Regions from separate parts of the Cyprinus carpio genome. Here region 2 is linked to region 1. A link is a contact called in public Hi-C data. All regions are on one chromosome and are shown on one strand. Each heading gives the region's core, a stretch centred on a gene start, on an enhancer-like site or on the middle of the called end of the contact. The rest is flanking DNA. Distances are from core to core; before and after follow the strand shown.

Region 1 (6,366 bases), core at 2,215-4,714:
TATCATTGGAATACTGTTATAGTTTGTACTACTTATACTATACAGTGAAGAACATTATGCAGGGCAAGCATTATGGAGCCTATAGAATAGAGTTATTTATATGCCCCTAAAATTCAAGAGATTGGAACAAACTGCCCATGTATGAGTTTTTGTCTCATGTTTATATTTTATGATGTAGTTAAGCAATACAACACGAGTGCTGTTTTGTCCCAGATAGCACGAGGGCAAATGTGATATTGATTTTATACAGCATTTCAGTAAAAAATAAATTAATTCTGTGTTATATTTTAGACACAATATTGTCGTTTTTGCCAACACAAATATGACCTATTAAAGCTACGGCAGAACTGTTGTGCTTCTCCAAGCAACACACAATTTATAATTTGGAACTAATCAGGTGAACCAATGATTTAATGACCCTTTCATAAAGAGAGCATTTGCTTCATTCCTGAATGAATCATCTGTTTGAACAAATCAAATGAATAAATGACTCAATGTCTTATTCCTTTAGACATTTACTGCCACCTACTGGCAGTTTTAAGTTTCATACTTAGATTATCATTTTAATAAAAAACATAATTTCATATTTACATATTAATTTAAAAAATCTGGGGGAAAAAAATCCACATTAATAATAAAAAATAATAAAGTGATAGCTCACCCAAAAATTAAAAAGGAAAAGGAAAAAGAAATAGAAAAAAGCTTTCTAAAGCTACTTTTTTTAAATATGTATTTCATACTTTTCTCATGTAACACGATAATGGATTTAAATGATCTTTTGTGGGTAATTTCTCAGTCAAATTTAATGTGCGATTCATTAATCACAATATTGTGTAATTAACTAGATTAAAAAAATATATATCGGTGACAGCCCTAATTTGAATTTTAGTTCATGCTTTGTGTTTGTCATTTTAATTAATTTTTTTAAATGTCTATATACATTTCAAGTAGTTTTTAAGTAATGTTGTTGTTTTAAGTAATAAGTTATGTTATATATATATATATCTTGTTTTATTTCAGTTACTGTTTATTTTATTTCTAGAAGCGAATATGCAGTGGCCCCCTTTTTAACATCTTTTACTTAAATTAGGTCCACTTGCTCAATGTCCCTCATCTTTAAGAATTCATTAATAAATACCTCTCTAATGTACTTGATGTAATTTTTTCAGGACATTGACATTCTCTGCAACTAATTGAGAAACTGGCAGCGTTTAGCACAGCTTTTGTAGCCCGCATATCAGTGACTACAGGGCCACATGGGCTTGTCCATTCAGTCCTGTTACATAACATGCTAAAAGGGTCACACATATCTTAACGCCCCATGTCATCTTCCCTGTGCCTGACGTCATTGTGTGGGCTCTGAGAGTCTAATTTGAGATGTCATTTAAGTAGTTCTATTTAAATGAAGTAATTTTATAGCCTGTTTCATAATCTTATCTCTGTGGCCAAGTTTCTTTCGCCTTACTGGCTTTGTGAAACACTTTTGATTATCATATATCATCTATAAGATTAGATTAATGCAGATTTATGGAGTGATTGTCATATTTAATTTGTTGTAACACAAACACAGACTTTTGGCCATGACTGTATCGACAGGTTAAATGATGGAGAAACATCTGGCCTACATGGATGCACCTGCTTCAATTGCCCCATGTTTGCATTTCATAGTCCGTATGAAGCCGCCTGCCTTGACTTAATGCTGAGCTGTCCCTCTGCAGGCTGAATGTGCTAAACAGACCGGATGTTTCCTGGGCTTGTGGAACGAAGACATTCCTGTCCTATTGTTGAAATCCTAGCGGTTTTAATTATAAATGCATCCATCCAGACATTAAGGTTCTCTTATCTGATGTGTTCAGCTCGCTGCGGCGTCCGTTTGTTGGTGTAACGCCAGCCAAACTCCTGAACGGAGAGAAGCAGGCATGCAGGGTGTGTGTGTGTGGATTCGGACTTTGGCCCTGGAAGAGGTGCATGTATTTATTGGCAGCTGGTAGAGCAGAACGGTGAATCGTGATCTGGTAAGCACTGATTTCATTCTGCTTTGCGCTGCACTTAGGTGTTGATTCGAACCTGGTTTGTAATTGTTCTGTTCGCTTTAAGCGAAGGCCTCACAGCCATTGTGAAAAGTGAAGTAGTTTTCTTTTGTGCAAGAATATGTTTTGACACAAAGTGTTTTTGTGCTGCTTTGTTGTACCTATATTTGAATCAGTGGCAATTGAGAGGAATTTTAAACTTTTAGTTTAAAAGACGTTTTTATTATTTACGTTTTGAAAAACTTTTTAGCATTTTTAAGAAAAGTAATTCCCTTATACTTTTTATGCATGCAAGTGTTTACATTTGGATTCGTTATTTTCAAAAAGGTTTTTAAAATATTTTTTTCGGTAAATTATTATTGTTATTAATTCATTAACATAATTACGTTTTTGTAGAGTTTACATTGTTTACCATGTTACATTTTATAACCTGAACAGACTTTGTCAGATTGTCATTTTAAGAGACTTGTTGACCTTGACACTCAATCATGAGGGTCTTCAGGGGTCCTTTCTGAATGATCATTTATTGTCCGCATTTTTTGTCGGTTGCATCATTAAACTTTAATTTAGAGACAAGAATTATAATTACAAAACATTCTGAGAAATTCTAAGAAATAATACTTTAATAATAATAAATAAACAATAATTATTATTATTTAATAAATAAATAATTAATTATTTAATTAGTAATAAATAATGTCAAATTAGAATTTCTTCATGATGTCAGGACAAGTTGTAAATATACTTTTTACCCACACAAATATTAAAATGAATTTTAATTCAGAAATTAAAAGCATGCTTATCAAAAGAAAATGTGTATTTAAGATGAACTTTAATGCATTTTGAGTAATCAGTAGATCCATAAAAAAAAGTCATGTCATTGACCTTTCACCAACAGTGAGCAAATAGACTTGTCTTTATTTTTGCCAACTATTCTTGACCCACATCCAAACTGGACAGATTTATCCGTTGCACATGCTGCTTGGAAGACGTGCATTTCATCATGCACTGAATCAATATTTCTTTCAAAAACAAACTCACACATGGTCTGTGGTCACAGATTAATCTTTATACTTCAGTTCTGTTGTTTCTATCCGGTGGGTAGAGATTCTGCTTGGTCATTGGTAGTTGGCTGATGCAGTGGAAATTTCTACACAGATGTGTTTGCTTTACATCTGTTGCCTTATGCAGTTTCGCAGCGAGGCCAAGGCTGGTTCTGAAGTAATGATGGGGGACACATGATCAGTATGGCCTGTCTGTAAAACACTACTAAGTTTTTTGGATAGGATTAAGTATGTTGACATTCATTGTCTTGTTGTGGATCTAAACTGCCCCCTGGGACTGCTGGATTGTTACTACACATGGTCAAACAGGACAGTCGGTAAAGATCAAGCAGGAAGGAGGGGGTAAATCAGCCTGTATTAGTTTCCCAGTCCTGTCAGCTGTGACCCTCCACAACACGCCTCCTCCCCTTCAGCACGTAGGCTATGAGTGTGTGTCCTTCTCTTGCCAGAATGAGAAACACGCAAACCTTGCACTGCAAAAATCTTGTTATTACCAAGCATTTTTACAGGAAAAATTCCTAAACTTAATTAAAACAACATACATTTACTTGACAAACTAAATGACACAAGATATATATTTTGATTGAGAATTTTATCAGTTTTAACGTTTTGTTATTTTGAGACCATATGCAGATTTATATTGTTTTAAAGATATGTAGATTATTTTTCTTTATAGCAAAATATAAATTTTTGTACAGCCGCCTCGTGACTCGGTCTTGTTCTGTTTATTTAATAGGACTCATTATTGAGGATTCCTCTTGTGCATTCATATGTGTTATTGTTCAGCTCTTGTTTTGTAATCTGCGCTCATCATTGGGTATAACATCTGTTATGAACAAGGAGGTGTTGAATCCTATGCATCCGTTGAGATATTTGGGTAGAATTTGTAGTTTGGAAGCGTCTGTGAGGTTTGGTTTTGCTGGTTAATGGCTCAGCCGGTCTCCATGGGCACATTTCCATTACAGCAGAAACTGGCGTTTCTCCTACACTCCGCTTGGCTCTCGCTCGTTGTCATGAGGCTCAAGTCATGCGTATGTGTGCCCATGTGAGTGTCTGGGTTTACACTGAATAAATATAGTTGCTTCAGCTTATCGCTCTCTGTCTCGCACCCTAATACACAGTTACTGTAGGTACACAAATGTAGTCTCACTCAAACACATGGTACATGCGTAATCTTGTTTACTGTCAATGGCTGGCTTCTAACACTGCAAAAAGAAATAAATCAAGCAGTCAATAGTCTTGTTTCTACTAAAAAAAAAAAACGAAAAATACATTTGAAAATACAATTTAAATATTTGAATAATTTTAATATATATGATATAATTATATATATATATATATATATATATATATATATATATATATATATATTTAAAAAATAATAAAAGTACATTTAAGTAAATTATATATTTAAAATAAATTAGTTAAAGCATATAAAAATATAAAGATAAATTGTACTTGAGACAATCTGCAATATAAGATATAAATATTGATAAAATAAGCATGTATAAAAATATTTACATATTTTTTTTATGTGGAAAAAAAAACAAAAAAGGGTTAAAAGTTTACATTTTTTTTTTTTTTTTTTTTTTTTTTGTGTGTGTGTGTGTGTATATATTTATATATGTTTCATCTTCTTTTAAGGATATTTAGATGCACTTTTGCTTCTCAAGTTTTGTTTGTTTGTTTATATATGTGTGTATGTTTTTTGTAGTTTATTAGGTTTTTTTTTGTCATTATGCAGTCTGTATGTTTCTCCAGTCTGAACGCTTGTTGCTTCACTTGTCTGTGCACGTTGTGTCACAAGCAGAATCAAATGCGAGTCAGAAATGATTGTCGTACAGATCTGAGAGAGCGGAAGGCTGTGTACGTTGACAGAAGGATCATGCTGAGCTCAGGTTTCAGGTTTCAGCTGCAACAGCTGGAGACAAACAGATGTGAACAGCCGGGTAAGTTTTTTGCTGATCTGCTTAGAACAGAGCAGAGAGATCAGGTATAACTTTAGAAAGCTGGACGGCTTCCCCTCGCAGACAGAGCTGAAAACTGGGATGCTCTGCCAAGAGCTGATTTATGATGGGATTCGGCAGGAACATCTTGTCTACCGTCAGTAGACAGTGTTAGTGGAGATTTTGTCAGCTTTTTAGCACGGGTGGTACTGCAACAGAGAGAAAGTGTTTTCTTTTTTTTTCTTTTAGATTGGCTGTGTTTGTCACTTGAAGGTAAAGTGTATTGTTGTTTCCTCCGAAAAGTAGTCATCTGTTGCAGAAGGGTTTGAATGCAGAGTCTGGCATTGGTTAGCCTTCTCCATGTGACTGCTGTAAGAAATTAAAGGGTTGAGTAGAATGGCATTTGAACCGTTGTCCACAAGACCCCTTGAGCTGCCATAAAAATTCCCTCGAGAGCGTCTGAATCCATTTGAGTGGTTAATTCTTTTTTAAAGGATTTTTATCTCCTGCTCACACTTGGAGCGTCCGGCCGTGGTGTGTAAATGTGAATGATCCTGTGATATCAAGCAAATGAAGCACATCAAAATAACTGTCCTGCAACCCCTTTGAAACTACTTACTGTAGCAGCCGCATAACAACACCACTCATGTCTTCTTTGAAACATGTATAAATTGAAACCAGTTTGATTTTACACTGACATATCTTTTACACCTAATCTTCGTATCAACATAGTCGATGGAGCACTTGGTCTTTGGTCGGTCTCTTTAAGTTCACATGGCAGGACGAATGAGATCACATTCCTGTGATGAAACAGGCCAGAGCCTTTGAAATGCTCCCTTCATGTCTAAATAAAACACTGCCATATCTGTGCTTGGGGTTTCCTTGGCAACCCCCCCTTGAACATGTTACTTATGCCACTTGTTTAGCGTTGCTCTGAATGGAACTACTTCTAGTCACTGTTTCACAGAGCACAGGCTGCAGTTTGCATACCAAGTAGATATCGAGTCTCCTTTTTTTATCATCACAATCAAACAGTGTTGTTTTAAAATTATCAAATTAACAATAAATAAAATAACCATTAAAATAATAATAAAATAAAAGCTTTTATTTCTTTGTTTATGCATTGATATCAGAGCATTAGTCTGAAATAAAAATGATGAAGCTTTACATATGCAAAGGGTTTTTGATGACAATGGTCTATTTTCTGTTATTTTAGTATACAATCAACATCTTTATTTTATTGTACAGTACATAAAAAGTCAATGCAAAACTATGAAAAATGATCTAATAATAATAATGTGGAAACAAAAAGTCTTTAAAAAATTA
Region 2 (6,599 bases), core at 419-2,918, 36 kb before region 1:
CGTTCTGTAATTATACTGAACATCCAGACACAAATTCTTAATATTCATGTTGCAATTTAGTATGTGAAGACATCCTTAAATAATGAATTAATGCATGCATGACTCACATCACACACTGTTAGCCAAAACCTGATGAAAATGCCCTTCAAAATGCCTTTGATAGCACACACACACACACACACACACACACACACACACACACACACACACACTTACAGGTTTAACATCATATCACATGATAGCCTGAAGTCCTTCTCACTTAACCCATTTAATGCTCTGTGACAATTATTATTATTTTTTAAACTACAAATAAAAGTGTATTTTAATATTGTTCGTGTAACTACATGACGGAAGCTTTAATGCCAGTTTGCACTTCTGAAAGATGATTTCAAGGTTCAATAAAACATGTCGTAATACAGATACATCTACCATAATTGATACATATAATATTTAAAGGGTCTATTATTCTCATATAAATGTCTCATATAAATCATAATGATAAACGTAAACATATCAGTGGTCACATTTTTAATAACTGTCTGATTCACATTATTATACAATTGAAGACTTTGTCTTTTTAAGTATTATAACTTTAAATTAAACAAAGTAAGAGCAAAAAATAAATAAATAATAATCTTATATTAATATTACCACAGTGCCTGACAGTAAAAAAAATAAATAAATAACGTTAAATCAAAAAAGATCTTTATTTTTGTAACATTCTGTTGGGTCTCTTTGAGCAACTGTTTACACTTATAACCAGGGATGTACTAGCGGCTTATTTTTATTTTTTTATTTATTTATTTTTCTTTTAGGAAAGGCATTAAGTATCCAATAAGTAGAATACTTGTGCTCACTCAGCTGGGAAAATGTTGGGATTAAATGGGTTAAACGACGGATTACAAGACCCGGGACATCTACAAACATGTATGAAAAACTTTATAGAATGCTTAAACGCAATTAAATATTTCACATGTAGACATTTATACTAAATGGCACCTAAAATAGTTTATTAATACTACATAAATCGGGAACGCAACAGGTAACGTAGCATGTCTTATTCATTTTCAGGGATCAGCAAATGAGCAAATATAATTCCTAACGCCCTTTTCCTTATAAGAAAAAAATAATAATTATCAAACATCAAGGATGTTATCAAACCACGTTTTTATTTACCTCATTGTTATTTGACTGCGGCGTTTCTTTTTCTGAGAGCAACCATAACAAACCTCTCAAGTGGAAACCTTTTTTTTTTTGTTACCTCAGATTTGTCGTCGGTTTGAAAACGGACTCGTCGAGCTGTTAATCTGCAGAACGGGTCGAGCAAGACTGGCCCGTGAATTTAAAAAAAGCCCCCAGCCAGCACCGTTATATATCCAGTGTGAATAAGAGTAAACAGTGTGTTATTTTGTGCTGATATTAGATATGTCAGCGGCTGCTGTCTGGCTCTTGTGTAACGGTCGGTGCGCGCGCTCTCGTGTGTGTGTGTGTGTGTGTGTGTGTGTGTGAATCAGTTCACCTTAGTTGAACTTGTGTGATCTAGTTCACGGTAGTGTGAGGCTGTTGGTCCGGTGGCTGTTGGGAGGATTAACATATCTTCTTGATCATTACAAAAAAAACAAACTAACGCTACCTTTAAAAGACGCAGCGTGTCGTCATGTTTTTTTTTTTTTTTTTTTGTGTGTACGTTAGATGAGAAGATTTTGATAGTTTGCTCGCGGACAGACTGTATTAACGGTCGTGTGTTAACCTCGTTAAAGTGTCCGCACGACTGAAAATTTCAACCTGAACTTGAATAATAAAACCGGTCGTCGTGATTTACCCAACGACTCCCGTCAAGTTTCTTTTGTTTGTTTGTTTTGCCGTTGGCGGTTTCTAACGACAGCTAGAGGAGCACGAATGATCCTGATGAGGCTAAGAAGCGGACGTAAATAATGTAAGTTTTCCGTTATCATGTCTTAGTTGGTCCCGTAGGTCGTTTTTTCTTTTTTCTTTGTTTTTATTTCGCGTTTACGTTTGAAATTACATGCGCCAATCATACGAAGCCGGCATATGGGGCTTTATTGAACTGTAGCCTAGTTTTCACAGCTTATTTTCCTGGCATCCAATGTAAAATATCTGTCGAGCACGCACTCGAATGAATTAAACGAGGAATAACTCATTTTATCAGTGCATATCGAGGAGAACAATGGAGTTATAGACACATTAGAGATAGAAAAGAGATCAGTTTTTCATGGCTGGACGTTTTTGTTCATGCTTTTCAAATAATCGATCGTGCTGCTGTTTTATTTGGGTCTGTGTAGATTCTTCTGTTAATGAAGGCACCACGAGACTGCTGTGGTCTTCTCGTTTAAAAGAAAAATACATCTAACGTGTGTAACGTTATTTCATAAATGGGGTTGCTCTCTAAAATATTCCTGCCAGACTTATGTATTTTTATTACAGACCTATTTCATCCAATCTATATCAGACTGGGCTTAGGTTGTCGACTGTGTGTCATGCAACATAGTGAAATTAATAAATGAATCTCAACTGATATTATTACTAAAATAAAATATTCTGTGACCCCTTTTGTACTGAAAATTCATGCTCTAATATCTTAGTTGGCTTCCTTGATTTGTATCAGGCATAAACAAAGTCCTCAGACAATATGCCCCTTTTTAGAGTTGGTGATAATGCAGTTATCGAAACACATGCAAGTTATTCTACAAAGTTTTATTTCTCTAAATGCATATTGCTAATGTGGATGTTTTTTTTATTTTTTATACAGCCAGTGAGAATAGAGCTTATTCTGAAATGTTAGACTGTGAGTGTGTGTCTGTGTGTTGCAGTGGGGCTTGAAATGGCGAAAATCCCTATCGGACTCAACCCAGAGATGGAATGTACGTCCACCTTTTATCTGGTACGATTTTATCTGGATTTTCATTTTTTTGAGAGTAAGCAAAAATAATTGAATGTGATAATAATCTGCTGTTATATGCCGAAAGTGAGATTATTGATATCGGTGTACTGTTTTGTGCAGGTACATCAGAGAGATGTTGAATGTTGAAGCGTATTGAATAATGTAAACTACAGTTTCATACGCGCATAATGCTTTATTGTGCATATGTGTTTTGTAATGTATTATTATTAGATTTGAAATTGCATTGATTTGGGCATTTCATTATGAGTCTGTGACGCTTTACTTCTAGTTGTTGACCGCTCTGTGTGTTACACACACATGCTATAACATGCTAACTAACATCCTTTGAGATTTCTTATGCTGACTATGTGATTACTAACCCAGGTTAATATGGCCTGCTTATGCTCTAATTTCCTTCTGTGAATCAGTTGCTAAACTGAAATAAGCACAAACTTTTTTTTTTTCTCAATAGAAACATTAACAGCTTTAAATGTATTTTGAAAGCAAAATTTTATCACCGCCAGATTTATTCCTCCATTTGTAAAATGTGTTTTGAATTTGTTGTCAGTGGTAATTTTGGCAGACCAAGTGCTTTATAGAAATTCAGATGTGCTTTAGTTGTCCTTATCATTGCTTGTTTGCATTTTGAATAAATATTAATAACCTCTAAAACTAATTTTAGGTATTTCTGAGGTTTTACATAAAACCTCAGTCAGATGTTTTACATATGCGTGCCTTTTAATGTGACCCAACACTCACTTTAAACAACAGCATTCATTATTTTAAAGGACCTGTATATTTTTATTTTTTGCACGATCACTTTTCTAGCCATATACCTTCTGAGAGAGAAGGAGACATTCAGAATGCAGATGATGTCAGCACTTCAAAAACAACTAAAAAAAAAAAAAGAACGAAAAGAAAAAGGTCATCAGTCATTTCAGCAATCTGTTTCCAGTTGTCTTAATGCTGTCACTCAGCACTGGAGTTATCTTGCCAAAAATATATTTTCATTTACATCTCCTGTCGGGGAAATAACCGAACCGCCATCGGACACAGAGCTACGTAACCCAAGGCAGAAAGGCTCAGGCCAGGCTGATGCTGAGAGCGCACGACCGAGGCCAGATCACATTCCGTAGGTCTTGCTGAGTTCGTAAAGTGTGTGTGAATGCTGGAAGTGTCTTTCCATGACTAGCCCCTGGTGCTACAGCCACGCCAAACTGTCAATCCCACAGGAATGTCTCCCCAAACTCTATGCAACAGATGACAGAAATTTGGCGTATGGTATTGTCATATTCTTTTTCTCTCAGCCTTTTTTTCTTCCTCCATCCCTCCTCTGCTTTTGTGCTCAGCCTCAACTTTTTCAGTGCGCTCTCCCCTTTTTCTCTTACTGCATGTCAGCAGAGACAGAAGGCCAAACATGTAATGTGTCAACATGACCTGGACTCAGTACTGTAATCGGAGTGTTTCGCTTGGTCTTCCGAAACGATTTGATAATGACGACGGCTCGTTACCGCCATCTTTTGCTAAAACGCTTTGAAAATCGTCAGATAATTGAGCAAAGCTAACCAAGCCCTTCAAGATTACAAAGAGGCGAACAATCCTATGCACTATTTGCACCGACAGAGTCATAAATTCATCTGTCTCATCGCTGGCCCGCATCCAAGCCGGTTTACCTCCGTTAACCCTTTGAAAAAAGCATACATCATTTGAAATTTAAATTGCAATCACCACAGGGAGGGGAGGCGCCTTGTCTAACCTGACACATTCACACAATCAATCCTTGCTTTTGTGTGGCTCTCAGATACAAGCGGCCGGATGATTTGAGTGGCCTGTAGTGTCAGCTGAGGTCAGGGGCGTGTCCTGAGCTTTTAGCCTGTATAGCCTGTCTGAAGCTGGCACTAAAAGGTTGCACAGATGTGAGGAAGAGCCGTTGGAGCAATGCGTGTCCGACAGGAGTCGGGAACATTATAGAGCACAGGGGGACGTGCCTAAGCTGCTCAGATTCCGAGTGCAGCAGAGGACAGTCAGACTGACACACATTCTGCAGTCACGGGGTTGTGTTTTACCTGTCATGCAGGGAGACGTCAGGTGACGCATTTTGTGAGCACATGTGCATGGGGGAACTGAGGACATGCGTGTGATTTATGTATGTCGGTATGTGTGTGTGCGTTCGTTTCAGAGAGGGAACTTGTGGGTATGAGCGAGGAGCTCTTAAGTGCTTGACCTAATTTCGCAGGCAGAGAAGAATTCGGCAGTGAAGGCCTTCCTCTGTTAGTGTGAGGTTGATGTGCTGGGTGTTTCCTCCCAGGGTCTAACAGGAAGCTCATGTTTGAGTTCATTTGAGGACAGGGAGAAGGCATTTCTTTCCACTGTGGATCGTTCTAGAGAGGGGGAGAAAGCCAGGGCCTCAGCTCTGAATCGCCCTTCTGCAATCTGGCATGTGTTTTAGCTCCTTATACTGCTGTATTGTCTGTTTTGGCTGAACTTAGGTTTTTTTGCTCCTGCCAAGAAAACATCTATTTTTTGGGCTAACAGTGAGCAGAAGCTGAGATCCTGAGTCAAAAATGACTTAATGAATCCTGCGAGCAAATGAAACAATCCCCTGCAGGGTTCTTTTCTGCTTCCTCTGGTTCGGTTTTACATTCCAGGCTCAACTGAGCCGGGTCGTGACCCATGAAAATGCTGCGCTGTTCACAACAGTTTTGGATTCATATGCACAGCACATATGAGCTTATGGGCAGTTGATAAAATGAATTAAAGCTTTTCATTGAGTTTTAGTGAATGCTCATGGGCTATGATTTTTTTGTTCACAGGTTCGGGGACTTTGGATGACACTGAAGGACATGTGTGTTGCAGGACCACGCAGGTGAGAAACAATTTGACAAACTAAAGTGACTAACAGCACACATTTGCAGCACCACTACATGCCACAACAAGCCAGTTTTGTAAAGGAAATCATATTTATCATTAATTAAATACATTTTTATAAAATTAAATTTTTTTTTATTTACAATTATTTAATTTATCACATACTTTTATTTAAAGTGGTTTAAAAATAGGCTTATTTTACCTAACTGTTTTGTTGAATTGGAAATATTCTGGATGTACACATATTTAAATTTTACTTAAATGTTCAAAAGTTTCTTTTACAATAATAATTATTTTACAGTATTTAAAGATTTCATATAATCATCGTCTTGAATGCATACTGCAGCCAGCCTGCAGGCTTGCAGTATTCGTGTAGTCTCTTTGAAATGTGAATTCTGTGTGGGAGGCCTCTCTATTCATCTTCAGTGAACGTTTCATGTTGATCATTTAGTGTAGTAAGAAGATATCAGGTACTCTAGACATGTCCTTTCCAAATTAGAATGTACATGATACATATTGCATAATCCTAAATGTTCTGATACTTGATTACATGATCAGAACTTCATACGCAGATCAAATCTTTCATCAGACAGTTGGGTTGTTTAAATCTAGGGCACGTCTTTTTTATGGTGGGCAGAGCAGAAAAATGATGAGGATTGACCTGTTAGTCACCCATTGCATCAGTTTGACTGAAATTAGAGGCAGATTTGGGATGAAAGGTTCGCAGTATCCAGATTGTCTAAAAAAGATCACTTCAGCGTGCCTGTGTTCATAACCACACTGATCAAACATGATTTATCTTAGTGGTGAAGTTGTTGTCTGATCTGCA

The links. A called contact is a pair of places that touch in the nucleus more often than the background predicts.
Region 2: a Hi-C map of skeletal muscle shows a contact between it and region 1, with 2.3 times the contacts expected there. The contact joins the promoter of pparaa here to the enhancer-like site in region 1. A contact is called at or near these places in 5 of 8 Hi-C or Micro-C datasets (liver and skeletal muscle).

Annotation. Positions count from the first base shown.
Region 1 is chrB4:14,143,674-14,150,039 of ASM1834038v1, reverse strand. All of the region lies in intron 5 of pparaa (peroxisome proliferator-activated receptor alpha a), which reads left to right. Among protein-coding and RNA genes, the nearest start is that of cdpf1, 19 kb to the right of the region's middle. Within about 2 kb of position 3,464, at least 2 of the 8 cell types and tissues checked have an H3K27ac peak or open chromatin away from gene starts, as enhancers often do. A contact at or near this core is called in skeletal muscle, where this site is marked.
Region 2 is chrB4:14,177,863-14,184,461 of ASM1834038v1, reverse strand. It overlaps pparaa (peroxisome proliferator-activated receptor alpha a), which reads left to right and starts at 1,668. Exons shown (of 11, transcript XM_042722106.1): 1 at 1,668-1,936; 2 at 2,832-2,902; 3 at 5,716-5,768.